Regions from separate parts of the Sus scrofa genome. Here regions 2, 3 and 4 are each linked to region 1. The links are chromatin contacts, called in public Hi-C and HiChIP or PLAC-seq maps. All regions are on one chromosome and are shown on one strand. Each heading gives the region's core, a stretch centred on a gene start, on an enhancer-like site or on the middle of the called end of the contact. The rest is flanking DNA. Distances are from core to core; before and after follow the strand shown. Region 1 overlaps DIS3L2 (DIS3 like 3'-5' exoribonuclease 2). Region 2 overlaps DIS3L2 (DIS3 like 3'-5' exoribonuclease 2). Region 3 overlaps DIS3L2 (DIS3 like 3'-5' exoribonuclease 2). Region 4 holds the start of NPPC (natriuretic peptide C).

The links. Hi-C and Micro-C count contacts between places; a contact is called where the count stands out from the background. HiChIP or PLAC-seq counts read pairs in DNA pulled down with a chosen protein or histone mark.
Region 2: a contact with region 1 is called in a Hi-C map of skeletal muscle, with 5 times the contacts expected there. The contact joins two enhancer-like sites. A contact is called at or near these places in 2 of 47 Hi-C or Micro-C datasets (epiblast stem cells and skeletal muscle) and 1 of 2 datasets of contacts at active chromatin or transcription factors (skeletal muscle).
Region 3: an H3K27ac HiChIP or PLAC-seq map of skeletal muscle shows a contact between it and region 1, with 7 times the contacts expected there. The contact joins two enhancer-like sites. A contact is called at or near these places in 5 of 47 Hi-C or Micro-C datasets (embryonic fibroblasts, fetal skeletal muscle, heart right ventricle and 2 more) and 2 of 2 datasets of contacts at active chromatin or transcription factors (alveolar macrophages and skeletal muscle).
Region 4: an H3K27ac HiChIP or PLAC-seq map of skeletal muscle shows a contact between it and region 1. The contact joins the promoter of NPPC here to the enhancer-like site in region 1. A contact is called at or near these places in 3 of 5 promoter capture datasets (fetal liver and liver), 24 of 47 Hi-C or Micro-C datasets (adipose tissue, alveolar macrophages, blood and 14 more) and 2 of 2 datasets of contacts at active chromatin or transcription factors (alveolar macrophages and skeletal muscle).

Annotation. Positions count from the first base shown.
Region 1 is chr15:132,694,512-132,700,406 of Sscrofa11.1, reverse strand. It overlaps DIS3L2 (DIS3 like 3'-5' exoribonuclease 2), which reads right to left. Exons shown (of 21, transcript NM_001195333.1): 8 at 2,947-3,194. Among named protein-coding and RNA genes, the nearest start is that of DIS3L2, 160 kb to the right of the region's middle. Within about 2 kb of position 1,961, at least 24 of the 83 cell types and tissues checked have an H3K27ac peak or open chromatin away from gene starts, as enhancers often do. A contact at or near this core is called in adipose tissue, alveolar macrophages, fetal skeletal muscle and 4 more, where this site is marked.
Region 2 is chr15:132,835,870-132,842,443 of Sscrofa11.1, reverse strand. The region is part of intron 13 of DIS3L2 (DIS3 like 3'-5' exoribonuclease 2); the gene reads right to left. Among named protein-coding and RNA genes, the nearest start is that of ECEL1, 160 kb to the left of the region's middle. Within about 2 kb of position 3,278, at least 5 of the 83 cell types and tissues checked have an H3K27ac peak or open chromatin away from gene starts, as enhancers often do. A contact at or near this core is called in skeletal muscle, where this site is marked.
Region 3 is chr15:132,883,439-132,889,760 of Sscrofa11.1, reverse strand. All of the region lies in intron 14 of DIS3L2 (DIS3 like 3'-5' exoribonuclease 2), which reads right to left. Among named protein-coding and RNA genes, the nearest start is that of ECEL1, 110 kb to the left of the region's middle. Within about 2 kb of position 2,435, at least 40 of the 83 cell types and tissues checked have an H3K27ac peak or open chromatin away from gene starts, as enhancers often do. A contact at or near this core is called in alveolar macrophages, fetal skeletal muscle and skeletal muscle, where this site is marked.
Region 4 is chr15:132,506,019-132,512,083 of Sscrofa11.1, reverse strand. NPPC (natriuretic peptide C) reads left to right here and starts at 2,559. Exons shown (of 2, transcript NM_001008482.1): 1 at 2,559-2,648; 2 at 3,088-3,378. The coding sequence starts at 2,559. The coding sequence ends at 3,378.

The DNA.
Region 1 (5,895 bases), core at 712-3,211:
AGACTTCCTCCCCTAGAAATTCTGCACTGTGATCTAGACTTCAGTGTGTGACCTGTGGAGGACTGGCAGTGCCATGTAGGGGCCATGAATGCTACTGAGCAAGTAGATGGCTACTGTGTAGAGAAAAGCAGAGTAGTACAGCTCAAGGGCAGAAAGGGGCAGAGAAAAGATACCTTCGGTGGCTGGACAGCTCAGGGTGGTTGAGAGAGAAGCTGTGAATTCCTTTGCCACCTCGCCAGTTCTGAGTTCCTCAAGACACCTGCCTACACTTCCTGCCCTGGGTTTCAGAAGAACACCACTTTCTTATAGTAAGCACCACTTTCATTTAAATTAAGTCAAGTAGATTTCCATTTCTGAGAATCAAATGAATCCTATGACATTTATGTAAAGTCCCTCTGCATCCAGCTATAAGGTCTTTAAACAAAGAAACTACAGCTTGTTTACCTTTTTATTTCTCATGTAATATAGCAGTGACCAAACATGTGGTCAACACCCGCCTCATGAACTGATGTTACAGAGGAAGTAAAGGACTTCAGACTTGATTAATTCATAGCCATTATATAGGCAGAAGATCAATGCTTCAAAGGGTAGAGTGTAGGGGAGCTCCCGTCATGGCTCAGTGGTTAACGAACCCAACTAGCATCCATGAGGACTCGGGTTCGATCCCTGGCATCACTCAGTGGGTTAAGGATCTGGCGTTGCCATGAGCTGTGGTGTGGGTCGCAGATGCGGCTCAGATCCCGCATTGCTGTGGCTGTGGTGTAGGCCGGCAGCTGTGGCTCCAATTGGACCCCTATCCTGGGAACTTCCATATGCCGAGGGTATGGCCCTAAAAGACAGAAAGACCAACAAAAAACAAACAAACAAACAAAAACCAAGGATAGAGTGTAGGGACAGAGGAGAAATTCAGAAGGCAGGCATTTTGGCTAAACTTGGCTTTTAGGCAGTTTCTATGGAAGCAAACCACACACATTCATACCCATAGCAAGGACCTCCTTCGTGCTCCTGGTCCAAACCTGGCAAAGATGCGAGAGGAAGCCCAGGCAGTCACGGCACAGCATGTTCTGATGGGGAAACAGTGACCTCAGCTCCTAAAGATCAGTAACTGACAGCCAGAACCAAACGGCCCGGAGACCACCAACAGGCAACAGCTGCAGCCCGCGCCCCTCAGGAGACAGACGTCGGCTGAGAACTTCATCATGCAAACCTGCCACATTTTATTTCTTAAGATAAATTTTCTCATTTCTACAAAGGTTTCAAAAGGCTTATTTCCATAAAAGACAATGTTTAATGTCTTTACGGTAAGAAGGTAGAGCAAAAGCAGCTTTCCATCCAACTATGAGACTCCTCGGATTTTTGTATTGTGAAAAGAACACCATTAATATGATTATAGTATATTTTAATATTCTTTCTTTAGCGTCAACAAACGTCCTTGCTGCTTCAAAGGCCTAACTCCTTTCTGGATTACTGTTGTTCTTTATCCACAAGAAAAGAGTTCTTGATGAAGTAATGGCCGGGCTGTAAAACAAGGAAGCTGAAGGGCCGTTTGAGCGACCAGAGAAACTCACACAGTCAAGATTTCCTGCTACACCCTTACAACTTGCAAAGTGAGGAAGGAGCCCAATCAGTCTACACAATGGGATATGACAGCAAGGCAGATAAAAGATAAGGCTGGATTTCCTGCCTTGATGTGAAAGTGTTCCCTTTCCACGGCCAAGCAGAGTGTGGCGGGCACAATCGCCAGGGGCCAGGTGGCACAGGCATTATCGAGAGCCCTTTGAGCGGATGGTGAGAAACTGGCAAGCCTCTCAGAAGGGCTATTTAGGGCTCAAGGGGTTGACGTCACTTTTGGATAATGAGTTAGGCTTAAAAACGATGACATTGCAACCACAGCACTTGAGAGCAAAACAGAAAGTACAACCGTTCCGGAGTGGCCCTGAGATGCACAGCGATCTTCACGGCGCGGAGACGGCGGCCCGGGGCAGGGTTTCTTAAACGGCATTAGGTCTGACACGCAGGTTTGAGCTGGTTTACCTCCGCTAGCCGGAAGAGGCAAAGTGTGGAAGAAACATGAGGACATCCCCACCCTGCAGCCACAGGACCTTCCCAGGAGGGTCCATCCTGCACAAGTTAGAGGACCAAAAAGCAAGTCCCCAAATGAGACGCAAAGTGAGTGCCACAGCAAACTTTCCTAGCCCGCATGCCTGGGAAGCCCAAACCAGACACCATCCATAATAAAGGGCTACAGATTACAGCTAAGGCTTAATATTGCTTTTCTTTCCAAATGAATACCAACTGTGAGAAGGAAAGGGGCAGAGCATTTGATCAAACAGCTGGGTCCAGCAGTTTCCTCAGATTACAATGAAGGGGCCAGCCATGATGCTTTGTGGCCACATAATCTGAATGTTTCCCTAAAAACACAGAACTCTTTCCTTGCTTATGGTAGGGTGACTTAATCTTTAATGCCATAATTGAAATGTCAGAAAGATCAAAAAAGCATTCAAACATACCTTTACATTCATATATTTTAAAGCATGGGAGATTGAGGTCCCCTGAATATGCCTAGAATTTCAATATTTTAACATTAGTGTCTAAAAAGAGGGCTCTGATTATTTGATGCCATGAATCCTTTGCAAGTCCACAAGTACAAACAGGATTCATTATATAACAGGAAATAAACAGAAGCTCAGAATGTTCTTATGTTTTATGCCAAAAAAACGAAAACAAACAAAAAAGGTGATCGCTTGGCAAATTCAAGGAACGCAGAGGTGACCAGCTGAGGTGGGAGCAAAGGGCCATTTCAGAAACACCAGGATCAAATTATGCCAAGTAGACATGTTTCAATGAAGAAATAACAATTAAAATACATTTTAAAAGTTTACCTAAAGTTTACCTAAACCAAGCTCTGTCTGGGATCTGTGGTTTTTCCTGCCAGAGATCACCTACCCCAGGGCAAAATTGCTGTCTTCCTTCCAGTCCACGATGCGGCAGATGAACAGTGTGTTGGCATAATCTTTCGGCCGGGTCACAAAATCCTGGGGACAGTCCTTGAGAGGCACATAAATTCTAGGCACTCGGTGGTCCGAGGGAGAAAACAGGGCATATTTCCTGAACAGCTCACTGTTCTTATCAGCCAAGAGTTTGAGGAAGCCAGTTGCTGCACGGGAATGTTTTTTCTCCAAGATGTAAACCACCTGAAAATACCGAAGATACAGTCAAGGTTGTTTATCTGTAGGACAGGAGACCAGTTGGGAGAAGTCAGTAGGACGGTCTGTGGTCACCACCTGGGTCTAGCAGGTTTCCCAAGTCCAATGAAGTCCCTCTCGGTGATGTTCTGTAACTAAGTCATCTACATTTAAACTGCAACATTTGAAGCCAGTGAGCCCACACACCCAAGGAAATGTATGCAATACACGGACGAATTAGATGAATGAGCTTTCAGAACCAAGACCTATGTCTCAAGGAGATATGTAAGACTCCAGCAGGAAAGTATGGCTCAGGTACTAGTTCTCACATGTACCACACCAGTATCTCACATGAACAATACAGCGGTTGTTTATTTAAAAAAAAAATGTTAGTAGACACAGGCATTCCCCCTGTGGCAAAGTGGGTTAAGGATCCGGCACTGTGCAGCGGCTTGGGTCGCTGCTGAGGCCCAGATTCAATCCCTGGCCCAGCACAGTGGGTTATGGATCTGGCATTGCTGCAGCAGTAGTGTAGGTTGTAGCTGTGGCTTGGATTTGATCCCTGGCCCAGGAGCTTCCATATGCCACAGGTGCAGCAAAAAAAAAAAAAAAAAAAAAAAAAAAAGTTTTAAACATAAAAAACTGTTCTTTATTATGCCTTCAAGGGCTAAAACCTTTAAACTTTCCTTCTAGCCAAGATTTTTTTTTTTTTCCCCACACCCATGGCATGCAGAAGTTCTGACCAGGGATCAAACCTGCGTCACAGCAGCAACCCAAGCCATGGTGTGACAACACTGTGAGATCCTCGACCCACTGAGCCACTAGGGAACTCCCTTTCCAAGATTGAACCTAATCTTTCATTTCACTAGGCCAACACTCAGATGACCACATGACAAGTATGTGCTGCTTCTACCAAGAGACACATCCCCTTGGGCTGACCCATCCCTCGGTGCTCTTACCCTCCTATGCCCCCCCCACCCCACCCCACATCAAGCCCACTAGAGCCTCGACCCTTGCCTGTTCTCTATGACACTTTAGCCACCTCTTAGCCTGCCTCCCAGAGACACCATGTTCCATCACTTCGAGTCCCGCTGCCTACGTCATCAAATGCCTCACCGCTCTTGTCCTCCCACGGTGTCTACCCTAAAAACCCTCACCTCTGGGATAATTCGGCCATGGCTCTTTCTAACCTTAAATGCAAGTTATTGAGTCGACCAGAAAGGAAAATTACAATCAAAACAGATGGACACCATTATACATTAATGTTATACAATTGTTGCTAGGACCTCAAAACCACTTAAGATTTTTCTTCTTCTGGTTCCCAGTTGGTACAATCTGTTCTTTAAGCCCCATTTTCCGTCTCCTTTTGAGACTCCAATGATCCCAATGCTGAATCTTTTTTAGTGACCCACAGCTTTCTGAGGCTGTGTTCATTTTTCTCCAAGTATTTTCTCTCTGTTCAGACTGGGTCAGTTCTATTGATCTGAGCCTCAAGTTCACTAAATCTGCTCTGAGTCACCTCTACTTTATGTCTGAACCCATCCAGCAAGTATTTTATTTCTGTTATTGCATTTTTCAGCTCTTTAATTTCCATTTGATTCTTTTTAATGTATAGATATATTTCTTTATATATGTATTTACATTTACATAAATATATATCTTTATATATATATTTCATCCATTTCTTTGCTGAGACCTTCAATTTTCTCATTTGTTTCAAGAGAATTTTTAATTGCTTAATAAAGCATGTTTATGATGGCTTTTTTTCTTTTCTTTTTGGCCACAACCACAGCATGTAGAAGTTCTCAGGCCAGGGATCAAACCCACACTGCAGTTGCGGCCTGTGCCACAGCTGCAGCAACACTGGACTTTTAATGTGCCGCGCCACTCGGGAACGTCCTCTGACGGCTGTTTTAAAATTACTGTCAGAGAACTGCAGCATCTTGGTGTTGGCATCAGTTAGTAGTCTTTCCTCACTCAACGGGTGTTTTTCCCAGTTCTTGGAATAAGGGTGATTTTTCTGTTGAATCTTGGACTTTTTGGCTATAACGTAAGTAGATTCAAGGTCTTACTTAAATCTTTCCTTTTATAAAGCAGTCACTGTCTCGGTTTAGCATGCAGGTACTAGACTACTTCTGTGAGCTGTAGTTCCAATGACAACTTAATTTTCAGAGCCTTTGTGGTGCTATTTCGATGTCTGACTGACAGGGTACCATTGGGGCTCCCACTGGCTTCTGCTGGTACTGCTCAGGGGGTGGAAAGAACCTCCTCAGCCTGGCCCCCTGGGAGGTCTCTCTACAGCAGGTGAGGACAAATCCCAGCTCACATTCGCACAGAGACAGACTTCCTGCCTAGGGTTTCTGTGATGGTGGCAGCCTCTCCTGGTGCTACCCAGCTGCCCGGCATCTCTGGGTGGGAGAGGGGCATCTCAGGCCTATGAGGATATCGAGGTTTTCTGGGCCACATCCTGGGTGTGGTAGGGTCTCTTCTGCTGGTGCACGTGGCTGCCAGGTGTCTCTGGATGGGGGAAGGGAGTCTCGTGCCGGCGAGGACAAAGGGGCTTCCCATGCCGGGCTGCTTGCTGGGGCAGAACCCCTGTCCTGGTGTTCCCCTAGCTGCCTGCTACCTCTGAGTGGGGAGGGGAGTCTGAGGCCCACAGGGACAAAGAGGCTCCGGGGGCTGGGCCACTTCTTTGGCAGGATCCCCCCTG
Region 2 (6,574 bases), core at 2,029-4,528, 140 kb before region 1:
TGCGTTTTTTCATTTTTGTCTTTTTTAGGGCCCCACCCATGGCACATGGAAGTTCCCAGGCTAGGGGTGGAATCTGAGCTACAGCTGCCGGCCTACATCACAGCCACAGCAATGCCAGATCTGAGCTGCATCGACAGCCTATGCCGTGCCAGATCCCAACTGTGTCTTCGACCTACACCACAGCTCACAGCAACGCCAGATCCTTAATCCAACGAGTGAGGCCAGGGATGGAACCCAACGTTCTCATGGATACCAGTTGAGTTCTTAACCTGCTGAGCCACAACAGGAACTCTTGGGCTTACCCGTTAATGTAAAATTCTTATAACACAAACACATTACTTTTATAATAAAAGTTAATAAAAAAGTGAAAGTATCACAGAAAAATAATTATTCCCTTTAAGCCAGTCATTCTAAGACTGTATGCCTAAGGAAATGATCCAAAATGACTTTTGAATATTACGCATCAGAATATTAATTGCAGTGTTATTTACAGTAGCAAAAACTGAAAACAACCTAGCGGTGACAACATCGGGGACGGGTTGTGTAAGCTGTGCTGTGTCTGTACAAGGGGAATATTTTGCGTCTCTTGTTTGAGTGATGCAATTCTACCTCCTTCCCTTCCTTGCTCACATATCTTGCCCGCTCTCCCCTGTTAATGAATCCAGCACGGACTCCGGACTCCCGAGCGCTTCGAGACACACCCCGTTTCATCCCTTAATCTTTTACTGCGGTGCTCCTTCCACCCCACCCCACACCCCACTGCCCCCAACTGAGCAGCAGGAGCCCCCCCCCGCCCCCATTTCAGCTCCTCCCCTGCATCCAGACCCACCTGGCGGATCACAAACCGGGGTTGGGGAGGGGTGGCTGCACCGTGGCCCGTCCTGGGTTCCTGGGTTCGTCCCTGTTCGAGGCAGCTCTTTTGTGAGGACAGAACTAGGGCCCTTCTCAGCACCTGGGCACACAGCTAACACCCATTTGGTGTTAGGTGGCAGGGACGGGTCTACGAGTTTCACGGGTGCAAGTCATTTAACCCAACAGCAGCCCTGTGGCACGGGTACTGTTATCACTGTACCGCGGTTGCCTCTGGAACACGTTCTGTCTTTTTACTCATGATTATCTTAGGAAACAAGCACAGAAAAGCCAGAGCGGCGCAGCTAGGGGAGAGTCGGGGTTGGAACCTGGGGGGCTGGATGAAGGACAGATGCTCACAAGCTCTACAGGTTCTTGTCACTGACTTGACGCTGGTGGCCACAGGAGAGCTGAGTCGGGGCCTTGGGCAGAGCCTGGAGCAGCAGCATGTACCCCAAAGGAGTTCGGAACTAGGCCTGCGGGCAAGCAGGTCAGATCTCCACAGGGACCAAGAAGTCCTTAGCCACCAGGAGGCAGGAACCCAGGCCTCATGGCCAGGCGGGTGCGAGGGGCTCAGGCAGAGGGCTGTTGCCCTTCTGAGCTCAGGTGTGTGTCCCCTGCAGGGCAGCCGGGGAGGCAGGAAAGGCTGCGAGCTTGGCTGGATGGAAGCTTATAGGAAAAGCTAAGGCCCGGGCCCTGACTGGGGTGGAGGGCAGGGGAAGGGAAGAGCGGGCTCATGGTCATTTCCAGAACAAAACGGATTGTAGCAAATTAGTTTTAAAGCGCCTGGTGGCCAAGTAGGCGTTCTCGGAGCTCAGAAACAGCTCCCTGTGCAAACGTACTTCAAACCCAGTAGCCTGTTCTTCATTAGCAAACTGTTATACTTAGGAGACTACCAATTTAATGGGGATCAGAAACCAGCTGGGATTTCCTCCCCGGGTGTCACCCCTCTGGTCTCCACCCATTTCCCCCCAACTCTGGCACATTTCCTGCCCCACCCCCTCCTCGAGGAGGGGCTCACAATTCAAGGGGCAATGAAATCATTTGTAATTTACTTTTAGCATTTCTAGTGTTTTCTAACAGCAAATTGCTAATTTCTATGTTGTACAGTAGTAGACTTTTAAAAACAGAATGACCCTTCCACACGCAGCCCAAACTCAACTTTTCCTGGGCCACCCCTGGGGGCTTTTTGTGTCTCTATTCTGTCCCTTAAGCCACTCTGAAGGCTGGGACATGAGCGCTGGGGCCACGTTCTAATCTCTTGGTCCCAATATCCAGCAGAGTCCTTTGTACCTGGTAGATATATGTTTTTTAATACGAGAAATTAAAAACATAAGTCAAAACGTCTCAAGCTATGAAATACTCTTAAAGCTCTTAAATTCTCTTTGGTTAAAAGTGTCTGGCATGTCTCACTGAAGAGAGGAAAGCAAGAAGTAGTTCACAACAAAACAACGGTGTTACAGCAACACCATTCTTTAAACACGTGGGCATTTCTCGAGGAGCAGCAGGGCCACGTCTTCCAGTTCTAGACTGCAGAATGGGCACGGTGTCCTCGAGCACCCGCTGACCCCGGGGCACTGACCGCGGGGGCATTTTGGTGCGAGAGCAGATTTTAGTGCGCCTCTTCTGCAGGCTGATGGGTGAGCAAGGTATCTGCCTTCTACACAGATCAGGAGCGCGGGCAGGGAGGGAGGCTGGCACGGGGGAGGCAGCCTCTCTGAAGTGGCTTCTGGCTTCCAGAGGACGTGGGGCAAGGGGGCGCGGGGAGCAAGTGGAGGCCCAGGCCATGCAAAGGCAGGAAGGAGGAGTGAGGAAGGGAGATGGGTTGGTGGGACACAGGGTCCCCCACACTCAGGCCCCATCACCAAGAGGCTTTTGGATCTGATGGAACAACCCACTCGGTCTCCAAGGCTGGTCTGAGGTCAACACGACGGAAAGGTTTTCCACAAACCTCAACCAGATCGATGTCAGAGGCCGTCCCGAACTGGGAAACTGTGTCTTCCCTTTGTTTTGGTGCTAAAATGTTTTCATTTATAAAATCGTGGAGGATGGTAACTGACTTTTAAAGAAATTGTTTTTGTGTGCCAAAAAAAAAAAAAAAAAAAAACCCCTAGAAATCTTATCTTATCCCAGAATATTAATGGAAATCTCATTATCCATGACACCTGCTTAAGGGGACAGCAGGTTCTGGAGCGACAGGTGAAAGCAGCTTTTGGGGGGCACTCAGCCTGGCAGCGGAGTTGAGACAGACAGCTAGCAGAACAGCAGCAGAGCCCCCGGCTCGCAGAGCGCAATCAGCTGGGCCTGGCCCAAGAAGCCGTCATGGTTGAAATCTAAGGATCAGCTGCACGGTTCCCTTTCCCCAGCGCAGGTTTTACTAACGTCAAAGGATTCCATGCCTCTTATGTAGCCGTTTGGCTCTCACTGGAGTGACGTGGGGTGTGACATGGGGCAGAGTGAGGACGTGCAGGGCGTCCTGCGAACAGAAGGGGAGCGTCCTCCCCGTGAGCACAGCGACCCACCAGACAGGGCCCTGGAGGAGCCAAACCTGTGCCGTCCACCAGGGCCGCTAACCTGAAAGGCGGGGCACCGGCCCTTGTCCGGCTCAGCCCCCAGCAGTTTCCCACGCGTCGCCCTGTCAGAGGGAGAGCCCCCTCGGTCTCACTTCACGGCCCCCTGGAAATGCCAGGGAGTCAGGTCTGAATCATCTGGGCACGCTCTTCAGGCCCAGCTGGGAGGGGAGTGTGCTTCTCAGAGGGCCCAGCAGCAACCAACGCAGAACCTCCGTCCTGTGAAATCAATTCCACGAAAAGCAAATCCAGGCTGGGGTCAGAATTCACACAGGGAGAATTAGGCTGGGGACCCAGCGTGGTAAACGAATCATCTCCACCTCATCACGGGGGTGGGGAATGGCAGCTAACACTAAAACACCCCAGGAGGACCCTTTCCGAGGGGCAGGTGGGGGGACTCGGTGCCCACCTTTCCAAGCCTGGGCATCTCCATTCCTGGAGTGGTGCCTGGGGGTGGGGGGGGCTCTCTGCCTTCTCCTGGAGAGCCTCTTGTGCCAGGCTCCCCGAGGGGCACAGCCTGGTCTGAGGATGCAGAGGTGAACATGGAAGGGCTTAGGACGCCTTAGAAGCACTGCCAGCCCCCCGGGGGCTAAAGCCTCCTGGCTCCTCACACCTGCCCAGGCAGCTCCACCTTGCGCGGGCCCTTGTTACACCATGTTCTAACCCGGTATGCCCTGGCAAGTTATGAAACAGCCAACCCTTTTATTCAAAAGAGGAAACTGCTGTGATTCTTAATGTGCACTTAATTCTCTTACGTAAACACACGTCTCTTCTAGAGCTACAAGCCTTCTCCCAGATCGCAGCTACAGTCATCTTTTAAACAGACCGACGCGTATAGAGAGGCTTAGAGGCCTTAAAAACAGGCGGCAGGGGCTGGCGAGGTAAAGAGGAACAGATACCATCCTTACCCTAAGGAACCCACAGTCTTAGAGAACGGGACAGGGAAGCAAGGGGAAAATGACAAGGCAACGCGATCAGGACAGGTGACAGGTGTAACTAAAGTGCTCCGGGACGAGTTCCCATCGTGGCTCAGTGGTTAACGAATCCCACTAGGAACCACGAGTTGCGGGTTCGATCACTGGCCTTGCTCAGTGGGTTAAGGATCCGGCGTTGCCATGAGCTGTGGTGTAGGTCGAAGATGCAGCTCAGATCCCGCGTTGCTGTGGCTGTGGCGTAGGCTGGCGGCTACAGCTCCGATTGGACCCCTAGCCTGGGAACTTCCACATGCCGTGGGAGCGGCCCAAGAAATGGCAAAAAGACTGACTAAATAAATAAATAAATAAAGTGCTCGGGGAGCCCTAAGTGGAAGGGATGGACGGGCTGGGCAATGTGAGCGTCTCTGCAACAGGACTTGGGGGTTTAATTCTCAGCTTAAACTTAATCTTAGTTTCTTAGGAAACTAAGAAAGGTTTACAGGGGTGGGGCTTAAACTTAATCTTAGTTTCTTAGGAAACTAAGAAAGGTTTACAGGGGTGGGAATAGAGTCTTTCCCTTCTATAAGGAATGAGCCTGGGTACAGGCGCACAGAGAGGACCAGAAGGCAAGTGAAAAGCCTAGTTTACTTTCTAAAGTTATTACAGAAAGCAGTCTTCAGAGCTCTGCTGAGGACCGACACTGGCCATTCTGTCCAAGAGCAGAAGCATCAGCTCCTGGTCCTCCCCGCCGGCCACCGCACTGGAGGGCACCTGGTAGTGAAGGGTGTCCCGGGACGCGGGACCCAGCACCCCCGGGCCCCAGTCTCTCTCTGCCTCTGGCTATTTTCTGCTTCCTCTAATCAGCCCAATCAGAGTTTCTTTTTACAGCATTAACCTCTGGGCTGTGCCAAATGCTTGCACTGGCTCAAGCTGCCTTCTCTTAACCTGAGCTCTAGCAGCGATAGAGGGAATATTTGGATCTCAGTCTGGCTCGTGCGTCCATTTCTCAGTGGGCTCGGGACTCAGAAGGGAGAGGGGGGTGAGGGATTACACCCCTTGAATCTCACCAGGGTGGGCCTTGGGTGCCTTTCAGCCCCTTTCACCCATCATGCCCTTCACCTCGATCACCTGGGATTCGGGGCGGCCCTTCCCCAGCGGCCTTCTTCCGCTAATCCCATCCACCCAGCCTCGGGGTGGGTGCTCCTTTAGCCCTGTGGCAACTCACTCGGCCCTGGCTTCTATCTTACTGAAGGTTCCCGTAAGCGCACAGAGTTCTTCTTCACAAACTCACAAGCCACTGCCTCAGGCTCCTTCACAGAACTGTGGGCAGAACTCGTAACTCGACAGGAGCTCCAGAAATCTCTGTCTAGCGAGGGCCGGAAATCATGTCTGGGTCTGTAGCTTTAACAACTTCCAGAATACTGCTACCTGTATTCCTTCTAACTTTTGAAAATTATGAGTAAATGACTATGAGACATGCCTAAAGGAAGTGTGAGCACATGAAAAGTTTAGGGCTATAATAACAAGCTGCTCAGCAAAGCTACTCGACACTTAATGATAGATGTTCGTCTTTACGTGTGTGCTAACGAGCCACACATAGTGATCAGCTCATACAAGTGGGTGTAATTAGTGTTACTTATACACAACCGGGGCAGGTCTTCAGGTCTGTTTCTTGTCCATACCTTGGGATGCAGACATGCGGATTGCTTTTCCCGACTCCACATGAAACCAAAGCGTGATAACTAAATCAATCTCTGTCTCAAAGCAAAGATTTCAATACCCTGTGATCGGAAACTCCTGCGTATTCATGTGCCCTCTCTTCCAGAGGCCGTCCTAGATGGCCTGGGTGCTCACGGCTCAAAAGAGCACAGATGCTTGGCTGTGGATTGATTGATTGATTGATTGATTGATGTCTTTTTGCCTTTTCTAGGGCCGCTCCTGCGGCATATGGAGGTTCCCAGGCTAGGGGTCTAAACAGAGCTCAGAGCCACAGCAACTCGAGATCTGAGCCGAGTCTGCGATCTACACCACAGCTCACGGCAACGCCAGATCCTCGACCCGCTGAGCAAGGGCAGGGATCGAACCCGCAACCTCATGGTTCCTAGTCGGATTCGTTAACCACTGTGCCATGACGGGAACTCCTGTGGATTTATTTATAAATGGGGGGGATAGATCAAAATGAAAATTTTGCCAACAGGATTATTATGAAACTGGTACCTGGGAAAAAGGGGGGAAAACTGA
Region 3 (6,322 bases), core at 1,186-3,685, 190 kb before region 1:
TGCAGATGCGAGGTCACTTCCAAGAGATGGCTGAGGAGGGCCACACGAAAGGGACGCAACAGTACAGGTGCGGAGGAGGGAACGCATCAAGTAAGACTGGAAAATAAGGGATCTAGGGAGGAGAGACGAGGGCTGGGGGTGGGGGCAGGCAAGCATGGCCCCCAGGGCCCTGGGTGCCGGACCCAGGATGGGGGGACAGTGGCACCCCGGAGCAGAGGCCTGGTGCAGCTGGGGGAAGAGTCAGGGCTGGCAGGAGGCAGCCAGAAAGGGCAGGACAGGCCAGAGCTCAGGGCCGCAGGCAAGCTTGGGAGTGGGCAAGACTGTCACAGGGCCCAGCGGGACAAAGTGGGAGGGAGCTCGGAGGGTGACGCGGTGGCTGAGAAGTGGAAAGTGGCATGAGAAGAGGGAACCAGGCCCCGCTGGGTGGTTGTGCAAACCCAGCAGTGGGGCGGGGGAGTGCCCTGGAGGTGGCCGCTGGACTTGGCTGGCAGGAGCGCGTGGCTGTGGCCGTGGGGATGGGCAAGGTGATTCTGAAAACCAAAGATTCAAGGGTGAGGGAGGCGGTCAAGAGTGGACTCCTGGCAATACACTATCAGTGAGAGAGGCAAGCGCTGGTCTGAGAGGGACCGAGAAAGGCCTCTGCAATGTTTTCTGTTATTGCCTGAGGTTTCCAGAGGATCGGAGTACGTTTTCAGGAGGAGCCAATAGGAAAGAACCCGGGGCTGAGCGCGAGACCAGTGCGGGAGGGAGGGAGCTCCAGGAGGGAGGTGGGCCTCCAGGGCTGGGTGCAGGGGGGGGGGCTCTGCGCTGCCCCCTGTGAAGGGGGACCCTGGGGGAGACCCCCCCCGAGTGGGGATCAGCTGGGTAACCCGGAAGCCTTGCCTGACGACTGTCCCCAAAAGTGTCTTCTCAAGTCCACTGGACACAGGAGAGAGGAGAGAGCCCTACACCCACCAGGTCAACAAAAGGAGGCCCTGGACCTGGCCTCGGCACAGGGCAGCCTCCCCGGGCCGCCCTGGGTGGGGGGTGCTGGTCTCTGAACTGCGGCAAAGGCAGGCACGGTCCAGACGGGGGTCAGAGTTGGGCTGGCCACGCCGAGCTGGTTGCTCTCCGCTCCCCTAGAACTGCCTTAGACGAGGGGGGCGGCTGGTGATGTGCCGGGGGTCTCAGGCCTGCGCGGCGCTGATGCTGACGGCAGGCTGCAGTCCCGCCCTGCCAGGCCTGGGCCTCTCCTCCGCCTCGACCCTGACCTCTCCGCCCTGCCGGGCAAGAGGGGCTGGGCCTCCACAACGTTCCCTTTCCAGATCCATTTTACCAGCCTAACCAGATGAGAGACTCAGCCCACCCCTTCCCCACCCAGAACGCTCAGAAGGTGGCTTTGGAAAGGATCACAGAGCTGGGCAGCCAGGGCAGAGTGGCATGGCTGCCGCCCAACCCTGAAAATGCATCGCTTTTCAAAGACCAAAACCAACTGAGAGACTAGAACAGCCTCTTTCCCCTCAGCCACCAGGCACTTGTCGCAGCTCTGCGGAGTCTCATGCAAATGGAATCAGGCCACTTACGGAGCTAGTTCAATTAGCTCCTGGTGAAAACTACTAACTTGGAAATTTGATAAGAATTTGCTCCCTGCCAGCGGCAAATCCATTTCTTCTAAAGACGGCATTTTCCCCACTTGGGCACTCACCGCGGGCCGGGAGTCCTTGGGCTTTGCATTGGCCGTGAAGGCAGCTGCTGGGCCCTCCTGAGAGCAGCGTGCCCGAGCGGGTGGGGGGCGGGGGGGGGTTCACTGCGGCTGACAGCCCGAGGCTGTGACCACCCTGGAGGGGACCCGCTGCTCTCCTGGCGCCCCCAAATTGAGTGGGATGTGGTGGGAAAATGCAAGGGCCCAGGGAGTCGGAGCAGGGGAGGTGGGAAGTCTGGAGCCAATGAAGACAGAAGTGGGAGCAGCTGGGCTGGGGCGGGGGAGGGAGCGAGGTGGAGCTGGTGGCCTGTGAGCCTGAAAGGGGGAGGCCTGGAGAGAGGGAGCTGCCGGCAGAGTGGCCTGGGGGCGGTGAGGGGGCGCCCACCCACGGCAGCAGGCACCCTGCTGCAGGCCTCTGCGCCGAGGGTGCTGCGGCTGCGGCTCGGGCCTCTCGCTGACCCCTCTCCTCCTGGGCTGACTGCAACCTGCTGAGCGCTTTGGACCTTCCCATGAAACCGCAGGGAAATGAATGGGGCCGCGTTCACAGGCACGGAAAAGCCCAGAGGAGCAGGCCTCTGGAGCCAGACATAACAGGCCCCGTGGGTGAGGCCGGAGCCAGGTTTCCTCTTCGGGGAGGCTGAATCCACTCCAGGCCTTTCTATAGGCTCAGCAGGCGGGGCCCAGCTGCAGCAGGAGGCACGTTTCAGCTGCTTGTTTTTCTAGCTCTAGAGGAAGTCTCCAGAGGCTCCGCTTCAGAGAGGCCGGGGCCCTGCCAAAGGGAGGCCCAGCGGCTGCGGTAGGGAGTGGGGAGGGGACATGCGGGGAGCCGGTTGACAGGCAGAAAGCCCTTTGTCAGCGTAAAGCTGGAGAAGCCTCGCTCCCTTCCCGAGGTTCAGGGCTCTGCTCTTCAAGGCACCAGCAGGCCTGCGTGGGGCAGTGGCCCTGGGCTGAGCTGGTGGACAAAAAACTCCCCCAAAGCAGAACCGGGGCGCAGTTTGTGCTGAGCGGCCTGGCAGAGCTGGGTCACTAGGGCTTGCTGGCTCCACTGCGGTGGGGACACACATGGCTTCTGCCACTCCTCGCTGCTGTCTAACTGGAATTAGAACCGCTGACCAGAGGAGGTGCAGCCAAGACGCACAGAAGCCAGGCCACCTCTGGGAGCCACCATAGGGCCCTCCAATGGCTTATCTGCCCCGCGTGGACCCCAGCCCAGCAGCAGGGGCTGGTTCTGCAGCCTAGGATAAAGGACAGAGCTTGGATAAGCTCCGTAGGGGCTGGCAAGGCCATCACTGACGATGACCACTTGTTGGTCACTTTTGATTTGGAAATTAGGCTTTAGGCCCCCAAATATTTGAGAGAGAAGTGTGTTCTGGATACACGGGTCCCCCCCTGCCGCACACACGACAAAAGGCAGCTGGGTAGCAGAGGACAAGGCACAAAGGCAGGCGTTCCTGAGCATTTGAGCGTGCTTTGCTCACCTCCGAGACACTTTTGGCCCCAGGGCCTCTGGGGAGCAGCTCCCCTTGGGCAGGGCCACCCCCCCCACCACACGGCCACCACAGGCTGGTCTCAGGCCAGGCTTTCTGGGCACATTATTTCATTGAGTCCTCACAAAACCCCGCATGGGAAGTGGCAGGTCAGCCCTAAATCTATGCAGAGGGAAACCGAGTGTCTGAGAAGCCAAGGACAGTGACCATGGAGATGAGAGAATGTGGCGGGGCTGTGGTCTGGAGACTGGGCTTTGTGACTCTAAGGTCTGTCCTCTGTCCCCATCTTGTGACGGGAGGGGGGGCCAGGCCTGGTGCTGTGAGCGGAGGAAGGGCAGCTCATGTGTCCATCTGGAATGGGAATCCCAGTGCTTTAGGTCAGTGGTGGCTTCTCTGCCACAAAGGGAGAGCGTGTGTCTCTCTCCCGCCCCGGCCCCAGCGCAGCAATGCCACCTCGGGCCAGCCGGTGGGCAGCTGAGTGGGCAGCTGGGCCCGTGGAGGGAGGCCCACAGGGGGTGCAGCAAGCTGCCCGGGGGCTGCTTCTCTGCCCACTGTGGGAATCAGCTGGAGCAGTGGGGCCTGAGCCCCGACACACCGACCTCCTACGGGCACTGCGCGGGGGACCCCAGGAGGAGAAGGACGGGTGCAAGGCACAGGTGGGACGTGTCCTGGCGGGGAAGCCATCTGGCTGTGAAACCACCTTGGGAAATAGCTGGGCAGACTGCATGAGGGTTCCAGTCGCTGCAGCGGCCCCTGCGGGGTTCCTCTTCACCCTAAGGTCCTCTCCTAAGGACTGGGCGCCAAGGTTTCCTTGCAGTGACCGGCCAAGGGCTCTGCTGACAGCGAGAGTCAACTCTGGGCCACGGTGGCACCTGGGGCGGTCCACCGCTTCCCTACGTCCTTCCTCCTGATTGTCAAGGGCACCTCCTGTCCTCAGCAAGGGCTGCAGCAGCTGCAGAGCCGAAGTCACTCATCTCGACCTAGTTCGCCATCTCCCTGGCAACCTCAGAGGGACGGGCAGCGGCTGCTCCCTGCCCCCGTGTCTGATGTTGGCACACCGCACAGGGCAACACGGAAGCCCGCCTTCGGGCCGGGCAGGGCCACCTCCATAACCCTGCCTTCCCGCCGCCTGTCTCCTGCTCAGCGGGACAAAGAGGACAGGCCTGGGGCTCCCTCCCCACGTGGACGCCTCCTCCCGTCTGCCTCTGGGGCTCCGGCCTCCTTTTGGTCGCGGTGCTGCCCCTGGGATGAGCACAAGCGCCGAGCTGGCTCCCTCCCACGGCTCTAGTTCGCCTGCCACTGGCTCACAGGCTCTGCCTCTTGCATCTGTGCACCTCGTTTTTGCTAACGCTTCTCCTGTTCCACCTGCGGAAACGTGCTGCGGAGGGTCACGGGGGAGCGGAGAGTCATCTTTGGGGCCGTGGCCGTCGTGACCCGTAGACATCCTGCCCTGCGAGCCGCCGAGCCCCACGGGCGAGCCTCACCCGAGCCCCGCTAGTCTGTCCCACGAGGGTGTTTTCTCACCCACCTCTGCGCCGGGCAAAGAATTCGGGCATTTTTGCTTCCCCTGCTGGCTTCCATCCTGTCAGGAGGCCCAGCCCTGGCCATGTAAAGGCGCCGAGCTAAGGGCACTCTGGCGTCTTGTGTCAAAGGCTGCAGCTCCTGTGGCCCTGGCACCTCCCGCTGACCTGACGCCAGCCTCAGCCCAGCTCTCCCCGCGGCCACGAGGAAGCTGCCAGCCTCTTTGGGCTTCCCCTGGGGGGAATGGGCACCCACACTTCCTAGGACCCCCCCCCCCCGGGGCCTCTCTGCTGCTCCCTCACCTGCCACGCCCTAACCCACCTCCGCTGAATCTCAGTTCAAGGCATCCCCCTCGTTGGCCCAGGCCCTCTGGGCTCTTCTAGCCCCAGAACTCATTGTTGGATTGCGACTATCTCTTTTGAGGCCAGATTTCCAGTCTGGGGACCAGGCCTTGCCCGGCTCTGTGTCCCAGGGCCAAGGGCACGTGTAGGTGCCATTCCACCTGGCTCAGACGGGCCACGGACTGTGATGGCCAATGCTTTCTCAACTATGTCTGTTTGGGGAATGAACGTGGCACTTCAGAGACATGATTTGCTTGGTGTTCCACAGAAGATGCAAAAGGGGGGCGTTCCCTGGTGGTCTAGTGGTTAGGATTTGGTGCTTTCACTGTTGCGGCTTGGGTTCAATCCCTGGTCTGGGAACTGAGATCCCACATCGAGCCGCTACATGCTTTGGCCAAAAAGAAAAAAAAAAAAGAAAGATTCATTTAAAAAAAAATACAAATAAAAAAATGTTACAGGGAAAACAGGCCTGTTTGTAGAGGCGGAAGTGGGCTCCAGAAGGGCCTAGGAGTGGGGTTTGGCTCCTGCAGCTCCCCTTCAGTTCTCCCTGCTGGAAAGCAGGCAGGCAGGTGAACTCAACAGACGGAACCTAGGTCAGCTTCTGCCAGCCTGATGGGGCATGCTAAATGTGCTCCAATGAAACTCTTCCTTGCCTCTACACAGGCATGACTTAGATCCAGCGCTGGCGACAATGTGGCTGGGGCTCACTTGTTGGCCCCCTGAGAGATGAGCACTTTTGTCCAGAGCAGCCCTCCTCACTCTCAGTATGAAAGCTAGCAGATTAAAAAAAAAAAAAAAACCAAAAAACCCCCTCTCTTTCCACGCCTGGGCTGTTTCCACTGAACTAACACTTGTCTTATCACCCACTGGGACGCGGTGTGTTGAGTCTGGCAGAGCTCTTCACCAGTAATGCGACTTTTAAAATATTGACTCGCCGTTTTATGAACTAGGTTCAGAGTGGTTTAAACGGATTTATTCCCGTCCCGAGCCTCTGGGCTTCCCCAGCATTGTCGCGACCCTCCTAGACACACACAGCCGATCTCCAGGGCACACCGGCTCTCCCTCCACACCCTGGAGGGGTGGCGAGCAGGGAGACTGGTGGCTCTCGCCCCCACCTCGACCCCTGCATCTCTGGACCAAGGAAAGCTCTCAGACTCAAGCTGAGTGACAGCATCAGTCCTTTCCAGGTGCCACCCTCAACTCCACCTTAGACCCAAGGCCAGAACAGCCTGGATTAGGCCTCCTTCCAGGTGAGCTGAGTTGACGGCAAGGCAGCAAGGCCAGTGGGTGTC
Region 4 (6,065 bases), core at 1,310-3,809, 190 kb after region 1:
GGGCGAGGCCAAGACTTCTCTGCAGCTCCCTGGGCAAGAAAACCAAGGGGAAGGGGAACGCTTCAGGGGCCAAGGCCAAGGCTGTGCTGACTGCCTCCTTCCATGCAGGTCCCTCCAAGGCCGCCCTCCCACTCTATCCACCTACCAAGCCCCAGCCAAGAGCAGGGATGCGAAGCCTCACACTGCACATAACCCTTCCAGGATCCAACTTGCCCCAAATCCATAGGCCAGTGGTCCGAAGTTGGGGGTATCACCAGAAGAGTCCTTGTCCCAAAAGAAGAACTAGAATCCAAGGTGTTAGACACACTCCGGTGGGGGTGGGGTGGAATCGGTTTATTATCTATTTAGCCTCAAAGCTCAAAGAGAGCGGAGACCTAGATGGTTACTGAGCTGTCACCAAGTACATCCAAGGGACACAGAAGACAGGAAAGCACCAGCCTACAGATATTCATATTCAGACAGAAAGAGGTGACCTTGGAGCGCTGGAAGCTTCCAACCTGTCCTTAATAAGGGGTTTCAGAGGATGGACTGTTGCTCCCTGGAAACCAGCCTAGAGCCTGGCTCAGGAGTCAATCTGCCTGGCTCTTTAAACCAGTGTAAATAAAGCGAGTCTCAAAAATAAAAATAAGCATATATATAAAGAAAAAGAGAATTTAAAAAAATGAAGCGAGTCTCAAAGAAGCCCAGATGGGCACTGTTTCTCTTCATCCAGTAGACAAAGAGGAGAGGGGACTTCCAATGCCCATCTGGAGAGCCCATCTTCTTCCCCTTCTTCTTCCTCTTCCTTTCTCCTCAAAGGAAAGAGTGGTGCCACTCGAAGGGGGTTACCATGGAGAGGCAATCGGGGTGGCTGCCTGGAGGTGGCGTGTCAACTCACCAACTCACAAAGGATGCCCTGTTGATTTCTGGATCCTCTTGGGGTTCAGGAAATCCAGCTGCCCCACATCCAGGCCTCAGGGGTACATTATTTCCTAAACAAACGGACCTGCAAGTGGTCCACAACAGTTTCCGGCTCCGAATGCCAGGGTGGGAAAGAAAGCAGATGGTTTTGCGTTTGGCCTCCAGGCTCTGGGCTCAGGCTCTGCTGTAAGATTGACCTCGTGGAACCTTCTTCTCCAGGCCCCTCTTGAGTCCAGTGGCCTTCCCCACCCCCACCGCCCCATGCAGCTTCCTTTCCCTGAAAAAGCTCCTCCAGGAGCCTCACACCCTCAGGGTCATCTTCACGCCTGGGGTCCACCAGCACCTCCCTGTTTGCTCTCCAGCTCAGAGGCAGCAGAATCACAGATTACTGCACCTCACCCAATTCTTAGGGTTCTTTGCCTCAGTGGCTTTTCCTGAAAGAGTCTTAAGAACCCCAGGGACGGAGAAGCCCTCGGCAAGGAGAGGGAGTCGTGAGCAGCAGGGATACTGGGGCAGGATCTGACAACTAGGACAGGGACCACTCTGAGCCCCCAAAACGCAAAGCCAGACTGGGCTCCAGACTGGCTTAAGTTCCCTCCCCACACCGTGCAGGTGCACCGGACACTGGAGGGAACGTCCTCCCGCTGCGAATCCTCGCGTAGGTTCAGACAAGGTCAGTTGCGCACCCCTCGGGGCAGACCAAAGCCATCTGCTGGGTCAGCTTTGGGGACGGCTGTGCGGCGGAAGCGGACTGAGGGGGAACTTAGAGCCTCAGCGGCGGGCACATGATGCTACTGCACACACGCTTGAGCACTCCTATCGCTTCTCGCTCCCAAACACACCGGCAGGCGAAAAGCGTGCTTTCTCCGGTGTAGGACTTGCGCTCCCCCCTGCGGCCCTGGGCAAACCTCGCTCTCTCTGCGCCTTCCTCCCGGACCTCTGGCCCCCATCTTTTGCTTCCCCGATCCAAGGCGTCGGTGGCGTCTGAACTACTGTCCCGGCCAGCAGGTGAAACGTGGAGCCGCAGCATCAGGCCTCGCGCCTGTCAGGTGCCCCGGGAAGAGTTTGGCAACAAGGCAGATCTGCGTGGATTTCGGGCTGTGCCAACTTTGTGGCTGTGTGACTTGGAGCAAGTGACTTAATTCCTCTGAGCCTATCTTTGCAGCTGCAAAGAAGGAAACTGATCCCCTCCAGGGAGAGCATGGGTGTTGTGGTCCAAGCTTGCGCGCAGGGCACCGGGCGCACCATCGCTTGGCAGGCCAGGGCGCGCGCTCCCTGCAATTGGAGTTCCCTTGTGCACGCCACTTTGCAGCTGGGAGAGCTGTTGGGAGAGAGCCCGCCGAGCCGCGGGATCCCTCCGGGGTGGGAAGAGGGTGGGGGCAGAGGGGGAGCCCCCGCGGCCCCCTCCCGGCCTTCGGCGCGCGTGCCATTGGCCCGGGCGGCCTTGTGGGCGGGAGGATGACATCAGCGGCAGGTTGGATTATAAAGGCGCGAGCGGAGCCACGGGCTCAGAGCGCACCCAGCCGGCGCCGCGCAGCACTGGGACTCGCGCCCGCACCGCAGCCCGGCCAGTCTGCTCCGCGCTCGCTTGCCAGTCTGCCCGCCGGCCCCGTGCACCTCTCTGCCGCCGATCTGCGCCCCTCCACCCCACAGGCACCATGCACCTCTCCCAGCTGCTGGCCTGCGCTCTGCTGCTCACGCTCCTCTCGCTCCGGCCCTCCGAAGCCAAGCCCGGAGCGCCGCCGAAGGTGGGTGCTGTCGCAGGGACGTCGGAACTGTGAGGGGCCGTGGCACGGCTGGGGGGGTCTAGGAGGGTGCGGCGCGCCAGAAGCAGCAGAGGGGCCAGGAAGGCGGCTCTCTCCCCAGATGTGCGCCGGTAAGAGCTGGGGCGCCTTCGAAGCCTGGGGAGAACGTCTGCAAACGCGCAGCCGCTGCCCCAGCGTGGTCAGCCGGGCAGGGGGCAGAGGAGAAGAGGGCGAGGGACTCCCTGAGGAAGGGGACAGCGGCGGCCGCGTGGCAGGTGGATGCAGGGCCCAACTATCCTGCACCTGTGGGGGAGCGCTCAGGGCTTGAAAGGGACAAACCGCGCCGGCGGGCGTGTCGCCCTGGAGCATCAGCGGCCCCACAAAGTCCCCCGCCCTGCCGTCGTGCGTCCCTTCACTTACCTGTTCTTTCCCCCTCGGACAGGTCCCTCGAACTCCGCCAGGGGAGGAGGTGGCCGAGCCCCAGGCTGCGGGCGGCGGTCAGAAGAAGGGCGACAAGACTCCTGGGGGCGGTGGCGCCAACCTCAAGGGCGACCGGTCTCGACTGCTCCGGGACCTGCGCGTGGACACCAAGTCTCGGGCGGCGTGGGCCCGCCTTCTGCACGAGCACCCCAACGCGCGCAAATACAAAGGAGGCAACAAGAAGGGTTTGTCCAAGGGCTGCTTCGGCCTCAAACTGGACCGGATCGGCTCCATGAGCGGCCTGGGATGTTAGTGCGGCGACCCCTGGCGGCGGTGAGTACCACCCAACCCTGGCCTCCGGGCGCTCTTGGCACACCCAGCTCCCCCGAGAAGGCCCCCAGAACCAAGCCTGAACCCCGTGCCGCAAGCCGGTCTCCCTCTGATCCCCAGACTTTGGGACCATTCCGCCTCCCAGCCGACCTTTGGAGGGGAGCCAACCGACTCCAGCACAAGACTGAGGGCGTGTGCCAGACATTTGTCCCAAGACCGTTTATCATTCCATTTCACAGATGGGGGAAATTGAGGGATAAAGTGGCCAGGTAATTTTGGCAAGGTCAGAAGCGGCTCAGCATGGATGAACGCACCTGGCTGCCTCTGGGGAAACAGGCAGCTTGGTGGAGTCCTGCCCATCCCAGGAACATAAGGCAGCCAGCAGCACTGGCCCCAGTTTGCCAGTTGGGGGGTCTTGAAGAGTGATCCTGGGCTGATGGGAGCAGAGGAGGAAGGGCAGACCCACAGGTCAAGGGTAAGTTTATCTGCCAGCCCCTGCATCTTGGTGCTGGGCAGTAAGTAGCCCAGTGGTCAGGACAGCTCCCTGGGTCTGTTGTCCCTGAAATGGGACCGACGCGGATCAAGATCCGTGCCCTCACGGTCGAGAGAATAGCCCTCTGTTGGCATCACGGAGGTGCATTCTGCCCCAGAACATTCTGGCTCTTGTCCCTTCTCTAAACCATGGCTGTGGGCAAACTGGTCTGTCCAGGGTCCTGACGCCTCTGCAGCCTGTGCGACTTCAGGATCCAACCTTAGTGTTTGTGGCACTACTTCAGGGCAAGGAAAAGGAACCTGAAACAAATCTCTTTTGGTCCCAAGTTCACACTCATCATGTCCCAAGTGGAGCCCCCACCCCCACCCCCCCGCCACACCAGGCCTGGGTTTCTGTCTTGGCCTTCTACCTCTCCGCCAAGCTGGCAACCCCTAGGCTACCCTGAGCCCCGGCTGGGTGCTACATCCTGGCCATGTCCTGCGACAAAAATCCTTCCCTCCGCTCCCCGCTGCTCTCCTTTCCTGCTGCCCATCGGTGTCCATGGAGAAGCAATGTCCCAACCTCTGAAACTGACGTTCAAGTGCTTTAGAATCTGACCCCCCTGGTTTCCAGGCTTCCTTGTCTGCTGACTTTCCCTGTTCCACAGCCTAGTTCTGTCCCAGTCCAGGCCAAGCTGCTCTCTCACCCCAGAAGCCTTATCAGTGTCCCTCTTTGAAGCTCCCCAGTGCCCTGCCTGAGCCTTTTTTTTTTTTTTTTTTACTATACAGAAAAGCTTTTCGCCTGAGCTCTAGTTGCTTGTGAACCCATTCACCTCCCCACATTAACTCATGAGCAGCTTAGAGGCCAGATGCTAGCCTAAGATGATCTGGAACCTGCAGCATGCCCAAAGGGGCTCTTAAAAATGTCGGTCAATGACCCGAAAAACCTGCCCACCCAGCTTAGGGACACTCCTAAGCATTTAGCTGATGCCCTTCCTCTCTGTAGCCAGACTCGACCAGGCCGGGTGCCCCTCCGCATTTCTGCAGAGGCTGCAAGAGGCTTCGTTTATCTGAGATCTTAAACTTGCCGTGACGCTGGCCCTTGCATCTCAGCCTTCTGAAGCCACCCTTGTGATGGGATTGTTCTGTCCTTTCCTGTCTCAACAATGAAGAGATGGAGCCACAGGCCTGAAGTTTTCACTTTGTGGTTTAAGCACCAAGTTCAAACTTGAGAACCCAAACACTTGGCATCCTCCGAGGTAGCAGGAGGTGAGCGGAGGAGGTCCCTGACAATGCCCGGCAGGCACCTCCCCATCGGCTCCCTCTTCTTGGATGTGGCTGACTGTGGGTACCAGGTGTTGGTGACAGGAGGTACCCGGCAGGAGGCATCCACGTTGCTGAGACTCCTCCTTGACCCTTTTGACCCGGGAAGTTTGTCAACCCCCTGGAGGTTCTCTGTTAGCGAAACACCCATCTCCAACACACTGATCCTTCTCAACCCCTCCCTCCCGGCCCCCGTGAGAAGGCAGAGCATCCTTCCTGTTGCCTGGAACCTCCTGATGGAGGTGCCCAGGGTAGCTCCCTGTCTGGGCTTAAAAGAGAAAGACAGCTTAGGGTTTTTGCCTTAATGAAAGCTCTTCCGAGGCGGTGGCCATTTCTCCACTCCGGAGTTGACGTCGGCTCTAGCCAGCCCTGATAATGACTGTCGCGGTGGTTATAGCCTTGATTATAAAATGCTAATGACAGAGATGAGGTGTGGCTGATGCCTGAAGGAACACCTTGCAGGGGTGGGGGAGAGGGGGCAGAGCAGGAACATCACGGACATCTGTCATCTGTTGAAACACATGGGACGGCCAGAGAAGGGGGTTGGGAGGGAGTTCAAGGCATTGAGGCTCAGCGTCCCTCTGCCCGTGCTGTGCTCTGGGAGGGCATCACACTGTCCCAGAAGGATGCCTTCCCCTGGCCCCCAGGCACCCACACGCCTATTGGTAGAGACGGGGTGTAGCCCTCATCCAAAGGCTCTGCTAGGGAGCTCCCGCTGTGGCTCAGCAAGTTATGAACCTGGCTAGTATCCAGGAGGATGCAGGTTGGATCCCTGGCCTTGCTCAGGGGGTTAAATGACCCAACATTGCCATGAGCTGTGGTGTAGGTCACAGATGCGGCTCCAATCCGGCATTGCTGTGGCTGGGGCATAGACCT